Linked DNA regions of Sus scrofa: region 1 is linked to region 2. A link is a contact called in public HiChIP or PLAC-seq data. All regions are on one chromosome and are shown on one strand. The core of a region is the stretch at or near the end of the contact, and the rest is flanking DNA. Distances in the headings are between cores, read along the strand shown. Region 1 overlaps ITGA9 (integrin alpha-9). Region 2 overlaps ITGA9 (integrin alpha-9).

The links. HiChIP or PLAC-seq counts read pairs in DNA pulled down with a chosen protein or histone mark.
Region 1: a contact with region 2 is called in an H3K27ac HiChIP or PLAC-seq map of skeletal muscle, with 12 times the contacts expected there. The contact joins two enhancer-like sites. A contact is called at or near these places in 3 of 47 Hi-C or Micro-C datasets (embryonic fibroblasts, fetal heart ventricle and liver) and 1 of 2 datasets of contacts at active chromatin or transcription factors (skeletal muscle).

Annotation. Positions count from the first base shown.
Region 1 is chr13:22,641,713-22,649,008 of Sscrofa11.1, forward strand. The region is part of intron 27 of ITGA9 (integrin alpha-9); the gene reads left to right. Among named protein-coding and RNA genes, the nearest start is that of CTDSPL, 62 kb to the right of the region's middle. Within about 2 kb of position 5,534, at least 1 of the 83 cell types and tissues checked has an H3K27ac peak or open chromatin away from gene starts, as enhancers often do. A contact at or near this core is called in skeletal muscle, where this site is marked.
Region 2 is chr13:22,307,191-22,313,938 of Sscrofa11.1, forward strand. All of the region lies in intron 1 of ITGA9 (integrin alpha-9), which reads left to right. Among named protein-coding and RNA genes, the nearest start is that of ITGA9, 12 kb to the left of the region's middle. Within about 2 kb of position 5,116, at least 7 of the 83 cell types and tissues checked have an H3K27ac peak or open chromatin away from gene starts, as enhancers often do. A contact at or near this core is called in skeletal muscle, where this site is marked.

The DNA.
Region 1 (7,296 bases), core at 4,284-6,783, 330 kb after region 2:
CATGCCAGCATAGAGTCAGGGAACAGAGGAAAAAGATCCTGCCTCCCAATGGGAGTGGTAGCGAAGGGTTTGTGGTCAGGTTTTACCTGTCATATACATGATGTTGAGAAATAGAAACAAAATCTGGTGTTCCCTGATGTCTCAGTAGCTAAGCATTCGGTGTTGTCCCTGCTGTGGCTCTGGTTCAATCCCTGGCCTGGAAACTTCTTCATGCATGGCCAAAAAAAAGAAATATAGGCAAAATCTTAATCTTTCAAAGTCACTAGGATGATTCGCCTAACTGGAAGTTTTGTTGCTTTAAAGTATATGCAACCTCATCTCTCTTCCATTGTGCCATAGATAAAATTACCATTGAGCTCTTTGTAGGAAAAAAAAAAGTGCAAGGCTCAGGAACGCACTCAGCATTCAGAGTGGGCAGTCTATTCAGGCAAATCGACAGGGTGGCAAGGAGCTCCGCAGAGTTTCTTTGGGAAAAATATTTTTTCCTTAAAGGACTAACTAAATCAAATGACTTTATAGGACATTGAAAAGAGCAGATGAGATGTACTTCACCTACAGACCTCTTGTTGACTCAGATTCCTATTTTTGTAACCTAAGAAAGACGTGTTATATGTAGAGGTCTAATATCATATTGACAGTCCAATGCACAGGCATCTATTGATTAATGGGCCTAATATTTGAGTGACATAGGAGATTTAATTGGTTCTGGCATATTACCATATTTCATATATCGTTCCCTCCAACTGGTTCTGGCTTATTACCGTATTTCACATATTATTCCCTCCAATCCTTTCAAGGGGAGAGCTACTGCGTGGTACCAAGTTGCCATGGCTACCAGGAAACACTTCACTGGGCCTTTGAAGACAGGTGGGCAGTGTTCAAGTCCTCTTCCCTTTCTGGAGCCACATCTCTTGAAGTTCCCTTTGGCATAGCCCCTGACACAGCTCCCTATGGTTGCTTGCCATTGCCTTGCACTCATGAGCCCAAAATGGTTGTTCCCCAAAATGTATCATATAAACATATTGTGGCATGGTAGCAAAAACTTCATAAGGCAGCTGGCCCCATGCAGATGGATTTTTTGGTGTCTCAAAGGCCTGCGAGTCAGCATGTTTTACACTTGCAAGCTGGCCAGTGCCTTCACTCAGCAAACAGTATTGAATGCCTCTTGGGGCCAGCCTGGGGCAAAGGGACAGGGGTAGTAAGCAACAGAGCTCTCACTCAGGCTTGAAGACTCTGGGGAAAGCAGTTTAGTGAGCAGGTGGTAGCCGAGCCAGTCACCCTGAGGGGTGAGCAGGACTGGCCAAGTAAAGAACCCAGGCCCCAAGCTCCTGACTGCCACTTAGGTATGTCCTACATGTAACCATGTGCCACTGACATGCCCATCATGCTCTGCTTATCCTAAATAGAAACCCCTTATAGGGTCAGCAAATGCCTTCTCCAAAGCTGAACTCCAGGCTCTCCACCCCATGCTCAACCTCCTCCTCTGCTTCTGAGCAGACCCTAGGGCCTTCCAGAAGTTCAGCTCACTGGCATCTCAGGCTCGCGCTCTCTCTCTCTCTCTCTCTCTCTCTCTCTCTCTCTCTCTCTCTCTCTCTCTCTCTCTCATGCTTGGCGGCAGCAGGCCCTGGCCCCAGCGCAAGATCCACAACGAGGGCCCCGAGCTAACCAGACCCTTCTTCAAATACTGAAATGGATCCTAATCAGCCTTCCCAGAGCTGGGCCCTTAGCAGACACTGGGAGCCATAATTTAAACTTTATGTGCGAGGATTACCGTAGCCTGCCAAACCACCATGCAGGAAGAAAACTTTGAAATCAGAAACTCTTTTAAGGGAGAAAAATCCAATGAGTCCCCTCTCCTTTCTCTAGCTCCTGACTGGGGTTTGAAACTGCCTGGGCCTGGTGCCTCTGCAAGACAATCGTAAAGGTCTGTTTAGAGGAGAAAGTTGTAATTGTTCAGAGATCATATGTGACTTGCACATTTAAGAAGTGCCTTCAGCTCATCCAGCCTTTGAGTCAAGTGGTGAGAGTGTGGGGATGCAGAGATGTATTTCCTTCAGGAGGAAAAGCCTCATTGAGGGCCCCAGCCTTCTCTCTCCCTCCTCCTCTTCTCTCCGCACCCCCCACCAACCCCGTCCCTGGTACACTGTGCCAAAACCCACAGGCCACCACTCCATGAAGGAGAAAAACTCTGCATCCTCCTCTACTCCTTTCAGTCCAGGAACCTTTCCCCCATCCCCTTTTGCCTCTTTTGCAAGCTGAGCTGTCTTGGAGCGAAGGGCCGTGCCATCGCCTGCCTGGCCAGCCCTGGGACCAGCCTCTTCCCCAAAGGCCCAGGACCTGCCAGCTCTTCCCTGTCACAAGTCACGAAGAAGCGGGCTGTGCCGTGGGTTTGCCACCCTCTCTCAGAGAGACCATCTCAAACTGTCTTTCGGCCGGCCCTCTTTTAAGAGCCTGCTCCTCCAGAGCTGGCTTTTGGGCTCCTGGATTTCATGAGAAAGCACTGCTGCTCACCTTGAGCAGAAACACTTAGAAAAATAAATCTGTGAAATGGCTCAGAGCTTTGTGTCGGTTTGGCAGCACCTCCAGGAGTCTCTGGGCTTATCACCTTCCCTCTGGCTGTGCTGTGAGGACCCATCCTTGCTTCTCCTCAAAGAAGAGGACACACACACACACACACACGCACCCTTCACTGTCTCAATTAAAACCATGTGCCAGAAACACTCCATGGGGACTTATTTATGTTTGGAAGTAAATATTGGGCTGATGTTGCCCTGTGGACATCTCGAGACAGAGACGTGCTATGTAAATAGTCAAGGAACTTGCAGCGACTGTAAACAGGAGGGTGAATCCATCCAAAGAAGGAGCTTGTCCGAGGCCCTTGGCATGGCTGCCCAGGAGGCAGGGCTGAGGTTGTGGAGACGGCGCCAGGGACCAGACTCCGTGAGGTTGTGCAGCCACCCCGCACTCCCCACCCCGAGGTGGGCTGGCAAGGAGGAGGCTGTGCTGTAGGCTGTGGACCCCAGAACGCAGTCAGTCCTCATTTCTTCCTGGGCCCCAGGCCTCTCACAGCATCTTCCTAATTAGAGCTGTTTAGGGGAAACTGCTGTTTCCCCTGGGGTTTTCTGGCAGCTTTTTGATGCACGTTTATATCAGAAAATTGTGTGAGTCTGTCGGGACGGTGCAGGCCCCCGTCAGGACCCACACAGACAGGAAGTCAGAAAAGCCCCTGCTCCCTCAGCTTCCAAGGGAGCCAAGTTTGGCTGGAGTATTTCTTCCTGTAGGCTTTCCATGAGTGTTCCCCCTGCTATGGACAGAACAGTTATAAACAGAGCCTTTTGCCCTGCAAGTGGTAAAGCAAGTCCTGGAAGGTTCCAGAAGAAGTGCAGGAAAACATAAACTCCACTGAGTTGGAATTGAGCCTGGGGCTGCTGAGGGTCCAGCTTAACTCATCTCAAGTCATTTCCCACACCCGCCGGGTAGGCTCGGCGGGCTGCAAAAATGTAGGTTTGCTCGCCATCTCTCCAAGCTTTTCCCCAAAGTACCCATGAGCGCTAATGAGAATGAGAGTGTAGGCCTGAGGGAGGCCTGCTGCAGGAGAGAAATGTCTTTGAAGTCTTGATTTGTCTTAGTGTTTAAGACTTTTAGACTTCTCGATAATATATCTGTACTTTAATGTAAAAATTGGAAATTTAAGTTTCCAAAAACTCTGTGAAAAGTTGACGTCAGGCAAGGACTCTGTGCCTGCTGCCTGTGTGTACGCGAGGGCTTACATACACAGCCATGGGCCCCATAGGCTACAGTCCCAAGCCTTCTCAGGGGGGCAACATGGAAAGCTTCATGGTGTTTCAGGGCTGGAAAGGGGTCTAACAATGCCATCGGTCTCTTGGGCAGAGACAAAGACACTGGGGTTCAGAGCCAGGAAATGACTGGCCCTGTGGTCCGGGGAGGGGTGGTTCATGGGAGTGTGAGCAGTAATCAGAACACCAGCCTCCCTCTGCAGCACCTCTCTGGTTGCAGCCCTTCTGAGTCAGTCCTGTGGCACCGGGCAGGCCTCGCATGGCACAGTGGTTTGGCAAACTTAGAGCCTGGGCTTTAGGTTCTATATCAAAAGCCAAATCCAGGCTCTAAACAACAGTGAGGGTGAAACTCTCTTTTTCTGAAATGAAGTTAGTTTGGTTCACAATAGTCAAGATGTGGAAGCAACCTAAATGTCCACTGACAGATGAATGGATAAAGAAGATGTGGTACATATATACAATGGAATATTACTCAGCCATAAAAAATAGAGTGAAACAATCCCATTTGCAGCAACATGGATGGACCTAGAGATTAACCAAGTGACGTAAGTCAGACAGAGGAAGACAAATATCACATGACATCACTTATATGTGGAATCAAAAATGTCATACAAATTAACTTTTTTACAAAACAAAAATAAACTCATAGACATTGAAAACAAATGTACTGTTCCCAAAGGGGAAAGGCAGGGGAGGGATAAATTAGAAATTTGGGATCAGAAGTTCCCTTGCAGTGCAGGAAGTTAAGGATCAGTGTTGCCCCAGCAAGGGTACAGGCCACAACTCTGGCATGGGTTCAGTTCTTGGCCCGGGAACTTTCCACATGCCATAGGCATGGCCAAAAAAAAAAAAAAAAAAAAAAATTAGAAGTTTGGGATTAGCAGATATAAAGTCCTATACATAAAATAGAAAAACAGTAAGATCCTACTGTATAACACAGTATCTTGTAATAACCTATAATGGAAAAGAATCTGAAAAAGAGTATATATATATGTGTGTCTGTACATACATGTATATATATGTATGACTGAATCACTTTTCTGTACACCCGTAACATTGTAAATCAACTATACTTCAGTTTTAAAAAAAAAGAAAAAAATGGAATAAATTTGATCATGTAAGAAATATGAGTTTGAATAGAGCCACCACTAGACTGTACAGCATCTTGGTAAAGGCTAGTAAAACAGCGCCCCTTCCTCTATAAGCTTTACTTCCATCTATTAGAAAACTCAGAGAATCTACTGGTTTTGTGAGAGAAAGACACTCGACTGCCATCTGCTGGAAAATAGTTGTAATAAATATACACTTCTATGATATCTGTGATAGGAGTGCCCATTATATTCAGTGCACACCCTGAGCTCCTGAACTGGGCACTCTCTACCCAGGAGAGTGGAATGGTCTTTGGGCTCCAAAGGACGACAAACATCAGTGGCAGCTCCAATCTTCCATTTAAGAGACAACACTCAGGTTGTGTTGGGAACAGGGTGCTTGATACCCTGCAACATTGGGATGGGGTGTAAAGTTTGCAAGGCTGTTTCTAAGAGAAGTTCTATGGGCACTGCCAAGGGGGTGGGATTTTTAAGACCAATGCTGACACCACTCGAGAGAAAAGAGCTTGCTTCTGGCTGCCTGCAGGAGATGGCAGGCCTTCACTTGGTTAGTAACAAATACAACACACATGAAACATGAGCTCAGGAGAGACACCCACAAGAGTTAAACTAGGCACTCTAAATCCCTGCTAGATGGCAAACTGCGTCAAATCCTCAGGCCAGCATAGCTGTGAGAGCGTAAGCTGACCTGTCCTCCTTAGAGCTGAACAAGAAAAGTTTGCTCACAAGACAGGGCCCAGTGCTGCTCTTTCCACCTACAAATCTGTCAGCTGCCCCTCTGCCACCCTTCCCATAGGTGTTGATTCATTCAGCAAGTCAGACAAAAATATGGAGTTCTGTATCAGTTAACTGTTGCCATGAACAAACCAAAGCTTAGGGACTTAAAAACAACCACCATCTACATAGCTCACAATTCTGTGGGTTGGACTGAGCTTAACAGCCCTGCTTCCGTCTCAGGGAGCCTCACACCCGCACCTGCCGGCACTTGGGGGCTGGCTGATCTAGGAGAACCTCAGCCAGGTGGACTTTTAGCAAATGGACCAAACTTGTTCACATGGAGGCCAGGCAGGTTTCCAAGAAATTGAGCCAGGAGTGTAAGTGTGCAAGGCCTTGGAGGCCTAAGTGTGGAACTGACATAACATCACCTCCATTGCATCTGAGTGTCAAAGCAAGTCACTGCACAGATTCAGGGTGAAGGAAATAGACACCATCTCCTGCTGAGATTTGCTGCAAAGCCACATGGCCCAGGGCATGGATACAGGGGCATTTTTGCAGCTTATCACTGGCATTAAGCAGAGGTGAGATGCTGAGCTCTGGGGATAAAAAGTACAAATCCCTAGGAGCCCTGAGACAAATGACAACTGTGAGAGATGATACAGAGCAGGCAGTTAAAGCTCTGCTTGATTAGTGCCGCAGTAGAGACATGTCACTTCTCTGAGCTTAAGGTGAGCAGTAACCTGAGATCACTGAAACATTCCAGCAGAGTCACGTGCTCAAGAATCTCATTCTCATGGTTTTTTGGGTTTTTGGATTTTTTTTTTTTTTTGGTCTTTTTGCCTTTTCTAGGGCCACTCCCTCGGCATATGGAGGTCCCCAGGCTAGGAGTCTGATCGGAGCTGTAGCCACTGGCCTATGCCACAGCAACATGGGATCTGAGCTGCATCTGCGACCCACACCACAGCTCATGGCAACACCAGATCCTTAACCCACTGAGCAAGGCCAGGGATTGAACCCACAACCTCATGGTTCCTAGTCGGATTCGTTAACCACTGCGCCATGATGGGAACTCCTTATTCTCATGTTATATCCAGCCTTCTTTCCACGATCACATTCCCCTAAGCACAGAAGGCGCAAACAGCGTATCAGCCCTGTCAACTACATCTTTATCTTTACAGAATGAGGTTTCAGGCAGTGACTTCTGAGTTAGACATTTCCATTAAGTCTTGGGTTGTCTTCCTGGCCTCCTGAGGGTGTGCTTCGAGGACGGCAGCAATGACCTTTTTCTAATTATCTAGAATGTTCAGGCCAAGCCCCGTTTCCACATCCCTTGCAGAAGGGAGAAGGTGGTAGAGATTTGAGGAGAGACGTGTACACATGGGGGTGTCAGAGAGTGGGGTTCTGGCAGGTGTGGTCTGATGCTGGGAAGACACCTCCAGGGAACTCAGTGTTTGTGAAAATGGCCTTGAGGATCGAAGCTGAGAACACAAGACCTTTGCCAGCTGTTCTGTGAACTGCTGCCCCTCCCTCCCAGCCATCAGCCAGCACTGCTTTGCAGACTGCCGTCAAAGGGAACTCTCAAGACGTCTTTGGCAATGTAGGTGGAGGTGACCAGTGCTGTCTTGGCAGCTCTCTTGACAGTCCCCATTTTTGGCTGGACCAGTAAGCTTCCC
Region 2 (6,748 bases), core at 3,866-6,365:
TCAAGCATCTGTGTTGTGAGATTCTATCCTGTTTTCCTGAAAAAGTTCTGGAATCACAGCCAAGGGATCTTCCCTTTACAGATGCTTATTCATGACCCACTGGCTACCTATGTGGAGATACTGGGGTTCTGCTCTCCAGAGATGCATGATCACTCAGGGCACAGAGATGCCTTGATTGTGCCAGGGCGTTTGTAGGGCCTGCTCTGTCACTAGGTCTGTATTAAGATGCAAGTATCCTAGGAAAGAGGGGGCATGTTAGCATATTCCATGTATCCATCCTAACCTCCCTGGACTGCTTTCATTACCATCCCTCCATCTGCTCGGTTCAGTCCTGCTGGCTCCCATGGCTTATTCAGGAAGGTCTGCTGGGAGAGTGGATGGGGAGGTGGTGGCCAGTGGCTAGGATTCACCCCTGGATTTGTAACATTATTAAGGAAACTATTATTATTATAGAAATTATATTATAATTACAACAATATTATTATATAATAAAATTTATGAAATAATATGTAATAGAATATTACAATTATTTATTATTATAAAATAATAACAATTCTTCCATTCCATACGGAATCAGAATTTCTGCACAAGTGGCCAACCATGTGCAAATGAGGGTAATTTGTGTCCCCCAGATCTGAACATAAAAAACATGAAATGAATGTCCTCCATCTCAGCTCATCCCTTAGAGCATTTAAGCCCAGGTGACCTCTCCCACCCGTTCTGGACTGTCCAGTGTTAAAAATGCTACAATGCTCGCAGGTCTCAAAGTTGGCTGTGTCCTGGATACCCCAAAGGCCGCACAGGGTCCTGATACCTCTTTTCCAGATTCTGCAGTGGGGTAGGGTTCTTCCTGTCTCGGCCTTCATTGTAACCCCTGGTTCCCCAGCAACAACCAGATCTTTGGTCTGTGCTGTAAAAGGGGGACTGCCTGCCTGGCTTAGCCCCCAGTGAGGAGCTGTCTGTTATTGGCAAGTTACTTCAGCTATTTGAGCCTCAATCCCTCCTCTGTAAAAGAAGACAATTTAATAAGTGTTGTCATTCATTATGTTGTGGGGGGGTTAAATGAGATGATGTCTGCAGAACCTGGAACATAACAGGCAGCACATAGTAAACCTTAGATAAATATGAGTAGCTATTTCTGATGTTACTTTGATGTTTGAAACAAACAGTCATCTTCATCCTGACTTTAGATACTAAAAGTTTACTTTTAGTACATGTGTTGATTCATTCATTCATGAAATTTGAGTGTCAGCACTCAGTACAGAAATGAATGAAAGAGTCTTGTGTAAGACACTATTAGATGTGGTCTCTAAAATTTTGGTCATGCTGTATGTACATAAATCTGCATTTCTTTGTATTCATGTATATGTCTGTTTGCTTCCAAAAAAGGATCTGAGATGACTAATTGGAGCCCTGTGGGATTGTAAATCCTAGAGTTATAAAAATCCTAATTTTTTTTTTTTTTTTTTTTTTTTTTTTGCTTTTTAGGGCCACACCCACAGCATATGGAAGCCCCCAGCCTAAGGCTCGAATAGGAGCTATAGCTGCCAGCCTATGTCTCAGCTACAGCAATGCTAGATCTGAGCTATGTCTGTGACCTATACCACAGCTCAACAGCAGTGCCAGATCCTTAACCCACTGAGCAGGGCTAGAGATCGAATCTGCATCCTCATAGATACTAGTCAGATTCATTACCGCTGAACCACAATGGGAACTACTAAAAAAATTTTATAGTTGATTTTATAGAGTTTCAAGTGTACAACATAGTGGTTCAATATTTTTATGCAATTATACTCCATTTAAAGTTATAAAATATTGACTGTATTCCCTATGCTGTGCTATACAGTATGTGCTTGTAGTGTATTTATTTTATACACAGTAGTTTGTACCTCTTAATCTGCTCCCTGTCTAACCCCTCCCTCCTTCCCTCTCCCTCCTGGTAACAGCTGTTTTGTTCTCTGCATCTGTGAGACTGTTTCTGTTATATTCACTCATTGGTTTTATTCACTCATTGGTTTTGTTTTTTAGATTCCACATTTAAGTGATAACATACAGTATTTGTCTTTCTCTGACTTATGTCACTAAGCATAATGCCTTCAGGTCCTCCATGCACTTGCAAATGGTATTATTTCATTCTTTGTTTATGCCCGAGTAATATTCCATTGTATATTTGTATCCATATATACAAGGATTTGGTGTGGTGTGGTTTTGATCCTCTCATATGTTAATAGACACTTAGGTTGCTTTCATGTCTTGGCTGTTGTAAATAGTGCTGCATTGAACATTGGGTTGCACGTATCTTTTTCAAATTGGTGTTTTTGTTTTCTAGGAGTGAAATTGCTGGGTCATGTGGGAGTTCTATTTTTAGTTTTTTGAGGAAACTCTATACTATTTTCCACAGTGTCTGCACCAACTTACATTCCCACAACTGGTGTACAAGGCTTCCCTTTTCTCCACATCCTCACCGACCTTGGTTATTTGTGGCCTTTTTGACGATGGCCATCCTGACAGGTGTGAGGGAAATCCTAGCATTTTGCATGCCTCTTCCTTCTCTCAGAGAGCAGGAGGGAGGTCACTTCCATTCTGGGAAGCTCTGGCCTGACATCTGGGACATAAGTCCACACTTCTAAGGTGCTGATGACATTTTAGAAAAAGTAAATGTAAAGTTATTGACTTACTTTTCTTGGAGAAGAAAATTTTGCCCAGAAACCAAGAGAAAGACTAAAAGAATCAGACCTCTCAGAGTTCTCTCGGAGCTTGCTCTGCTTCTTGGATTTTTTTTTTTTTTTTTTTTGTCTTTTTAGGGCCACACCTGCAAGATGTGGAGGTTCCCAGGCTAGAGGTCTAATTGGAGCTGTAGCCGCTGGCCTACGCCACAGCCAGAACCACGCCAGATCTGAGCTGTGTCAGCTCATGGCAACACTGGATCCTTAACCCACTGAGCGAGGCCAGGGATCAAACCAGCAACCTCACGTTTCCTAGTTGGATTCATTTCTGCTGCACCATGATGGGAACTCCTGCCTCTTGGATTTTAATGTTTACTTGGTGCTCTCAGATGGGGAAGGAAAACCTCGACTCTTTGCTGTGCTTCCTTCTCCAGCTGCATCTACTGGGACCTGAGCCCTGAGCCAGAGCAGCAGTTTCTAAGGACCCTTTTACTCCCTTCTAGAATGGCCAGGGGGGCTAATTCCTCTCCAGGGTGGGACCCTGCCTGTGCCTCTGTTCTTTCCCAGTTGGGCATGGAATACCACCTGTTTCCTTCTCTCGGAGTGAAGGACTTGGTGTGATCAGGTGGCTTTCCTGGCACTGACTTGCCGTCTGTGCAGGTCTCGGCTGCGTTTTGCCCAGTAAGGGATGTGGAGGGATTCCTGGGGTTTTCCTGAGGTGTGGTGGACACGCAGTGATTGAATTCCACTCCTGTGACCAAAGTGTGGGTCCCTGAGGAAGTTTTGGTTTGGGGATCAAATGCATGAAGGCAAACCCAATGGGTTTAAGGTTTCTAATCTCCAGTTGCTGTCTTGGATCTGACTGTAATTTCGCCCTGTGGAATCACTGCTGTGGTATTTGTGGGGAAGGAGGGAGCCTCTGGGGGTGATGTTGGCCTTCCCCAGGGAGGTAGCTGTGGTCCAAACCTTTTCTGCCACCTGCTCTCTTGGGAAGTGACCCAGGGTTGCTCTCAGGAGGTGCGGGATGGGTTCAGAGCAGGTTGGGAGCCCAGATTGGAGCCTCAGTGACCAGCTTCCATACAAAGGTCAACCAAGGAAGTGGCTGTGTTGGAAAAAAATGAAGAGCATTTAAATTGCCACTGTAGGAGGAAGTTGTGTGTGTGTGGGGGGGGCGGCAGTTACAGGAAACGGCATGCCCTTGAACACGAATGCCCTGGGTTCAAATCCCAGCTCTGCTACTTATCAGCCTTGTCACTCCCCATCTTTGATTAAAATGCACACTAGCAGCTGCCGATAGGATTGCCTCAAGCAGGAAATCATTCATCTCCTGAGCATACCTGGACTGGCAGACAAACAGATGGGCCCACTTTCCCAAATAGGTGTCTGAACTGCTCAGTAAGAGAGACTAACCCCTGGGCAGGCAGCTCCATGCTGCAATGGGAACATTTTAGGAAAGCAAGAAGGCAATCGAAATTCAGCCTGATGGGGAAGAGAAGGACTGCCTTTAAGTTCCAACCCTCTTGTCTGTCTTTTGGGGATGAAACTTCTAGGTTTTAATCTCGGGCCACCTGCAGAGACTCACTTGCCTTTTCCAAAGTTACGTGTGAGCTGCTGGCAACAGAGAGGATGCTTCCACCTTTCTGGCTGACAGGAGAGTGGGCTCTGCACCTGACTGTCTGGTTGCGGGCTGCGCTTGGCGTCTTTACCATGCTTTTGGGGGCTCTGACCACCTACTTCTTCATCTGTAAAGTGGGGATAATATTGGTGTCACCTAGGCTTGCCCTGATGATTAAACACAGTTCTGCACAGAGGGAGCCTAGCCCAGCACCTGTACGCCCCAAGTGCTCCCTCTGGGCTGGTTGTCCTTGTAACTTGTAACCAGAGTTCTGAGTTAAGGAGGAGACCCTAAAATGTCCTAAAAGTTTGCACATCATCAACTGGGGATGGGACAGGAGGAGAGCCTCGCTTCTCAGGGCCATCTCTCTGTGCTGGCTGCAGATGAACATGGTCATTTGTAATTGGTGTAGGTGGTTCTAGAACACTTCTTAGATTATAAGTCACCTGGAGAGCTTGTTAAAATGCACGTTCTGATTTAGCAGGCCTGAGATTCTGCGGTCCCATCAAGCTCCCACGTGTTTTCCATGCTGCTGCTCTGATGGACCACACGTGAAGTAGTAGCCAGCAAAGGTCAGCATCAGCCTGGTGATTTATCATTGGGGCTGCTCAGCTCCTTTTGATGGTAACGGTGCAGAGGAAAGAAACATCTCGTTGTCTTGTCAAGAGTGCCAGGAAAAATGTTGGGGGATGTTTGAAGTGGCTGGGACGTGTCTCTATAACTCAGAACAAGAGAAAGAGCAGGCGGTATCTTTTCCACGGCATACCCTGGACTCTGGGCCATTTCCCTGTCTCTGGGGATCAACCTGGTGAAAAGCCAGCTGAATTAACTTCAGAAGAGGCGAGCTCATCAGCTGGCCTGTGGAGCAGTCTTGCTGGCCAGCAGCCTAGGTAAAGAGCAGCGCCAGGCTGCGGAGGAAGCCACGATGTTCTGTAAACAGAGATGCAAGCTCGTCCTCCAACATGCCACCCTGTGAGTGTCATGCACATGTGTGTGCATGCACCCCCTTTTCTCTTGCTTCATTTCCAATTACACGGGGTTGGGGGGAAAACCCTTCTCCTCTGAGCAGCGGATGAAGAGTTTGAACCGGACAGTTGTTCTCTGTGCTTGATCAGCCATTGTTATTAGAACCCTTGAATCCCTCAGACTTGGAAGGACAACATAATTCAGCAGGTCCCTTCTCCACTTCAAATCTTTAAAAAAAATTTTTTTTTGGCTACGCTCTAGGTATTTGGAAGTTCCTGGGGCGAGGATCAAACCTGTGCCACAAACCTGTGCCACAGGTTAGAGGCCAGAACCCTAACCTGCTGAGCCACCAGGGATCTCCTCTTTCTCCACGTGTGATTTTAAAATAAATTCCTGTCTTTCTCTGTCTCAGCTCTCGGCTGGGAGACGTATCACTGGCATTTAAGCTCTCCAGGGTCCTGCCTGCTTGACTGCCTGTGTGTCTGTACCGAGGAGTCTGGAGCAGTGGCACTCTGTGAAAGGCAAAGGTTTCCAGTGCCAATTTGGGGGACAGGCTAGAGAGGCAGGCCATTGTGTCTTGCAGCCACTTCCCTTTCTTTATATGTGATGAATTCTCCCCCTTGTCTGGTGCTTGTGATTTTTTTTTTTTTTTATGGTATGAATTACAAGTGGCATTTATTCGTGGTGCTGATATAAATTTGGAGTTGGTGGGAATTGCTGGACCCAGCCCCGTCCCACAGGCGGAGGAGGCATTTTATGTTCCCCAGCTCCTCCAGCCTGCCTTGTGGAAGGCGGTGGGGGTTTCAGCCCTGGAGGGATGTCAGACTGCTAATTCTTCTCACCTGTGCAAACAAGTGGCGCTGGGGAGAGCCACCCTGGGCTCAGCCCCAGAAGTGAGGGGGGGAAATCAATCCTTTCATGTGGCTTTCTTCTTACTGGAGTTTCATTTGGTGTGTCATCCTGCATTTGCGTGAAAGCTGCCAAACTGCCCTCGTGTGGGTGATGGAGGCAGTGTGGGCTGCTTGGGAAAGTGCTTGCTAAGATTTCTAAAGGCAGTGGGTTCCAGCCCTGCTTCTCCTTGAGGTGTCTGCAGCCGTGGTCCATTGTGGGGAGGCTGGAGCTGCCTGGGGCACACCTGGGGGGGGCCAGATCCCTAGGTGTTACTAAGGGGCAGTGAGCAACTTGGGGGGTGCCCTCCCTTTTGGGGGCCTGCTCCTGTCAGAGCCTAGTAGCATGGTGTGATTTGACTCCTCACAGAATCCAATACTGACTCTAAGACTGACCTAGAATGAAAAGCTCCAGCCAGGAGCCCCTTTCTCTTCTGGGGATTGGAGGGTGGGCTCTGGGGCCGTGGGAATGAAGATGGGATCCACATGCCTTCTTGTGAACCTGACACCATGTCTCTGAGCCAGAGCAGGGGGTGTCTCCTGGGGGTTCTGCCAGCCTTTGCTGAAGGCCAGTCTGAGAGTTTTGGACCTCTGCTCTCTGATCTGGAGACCTC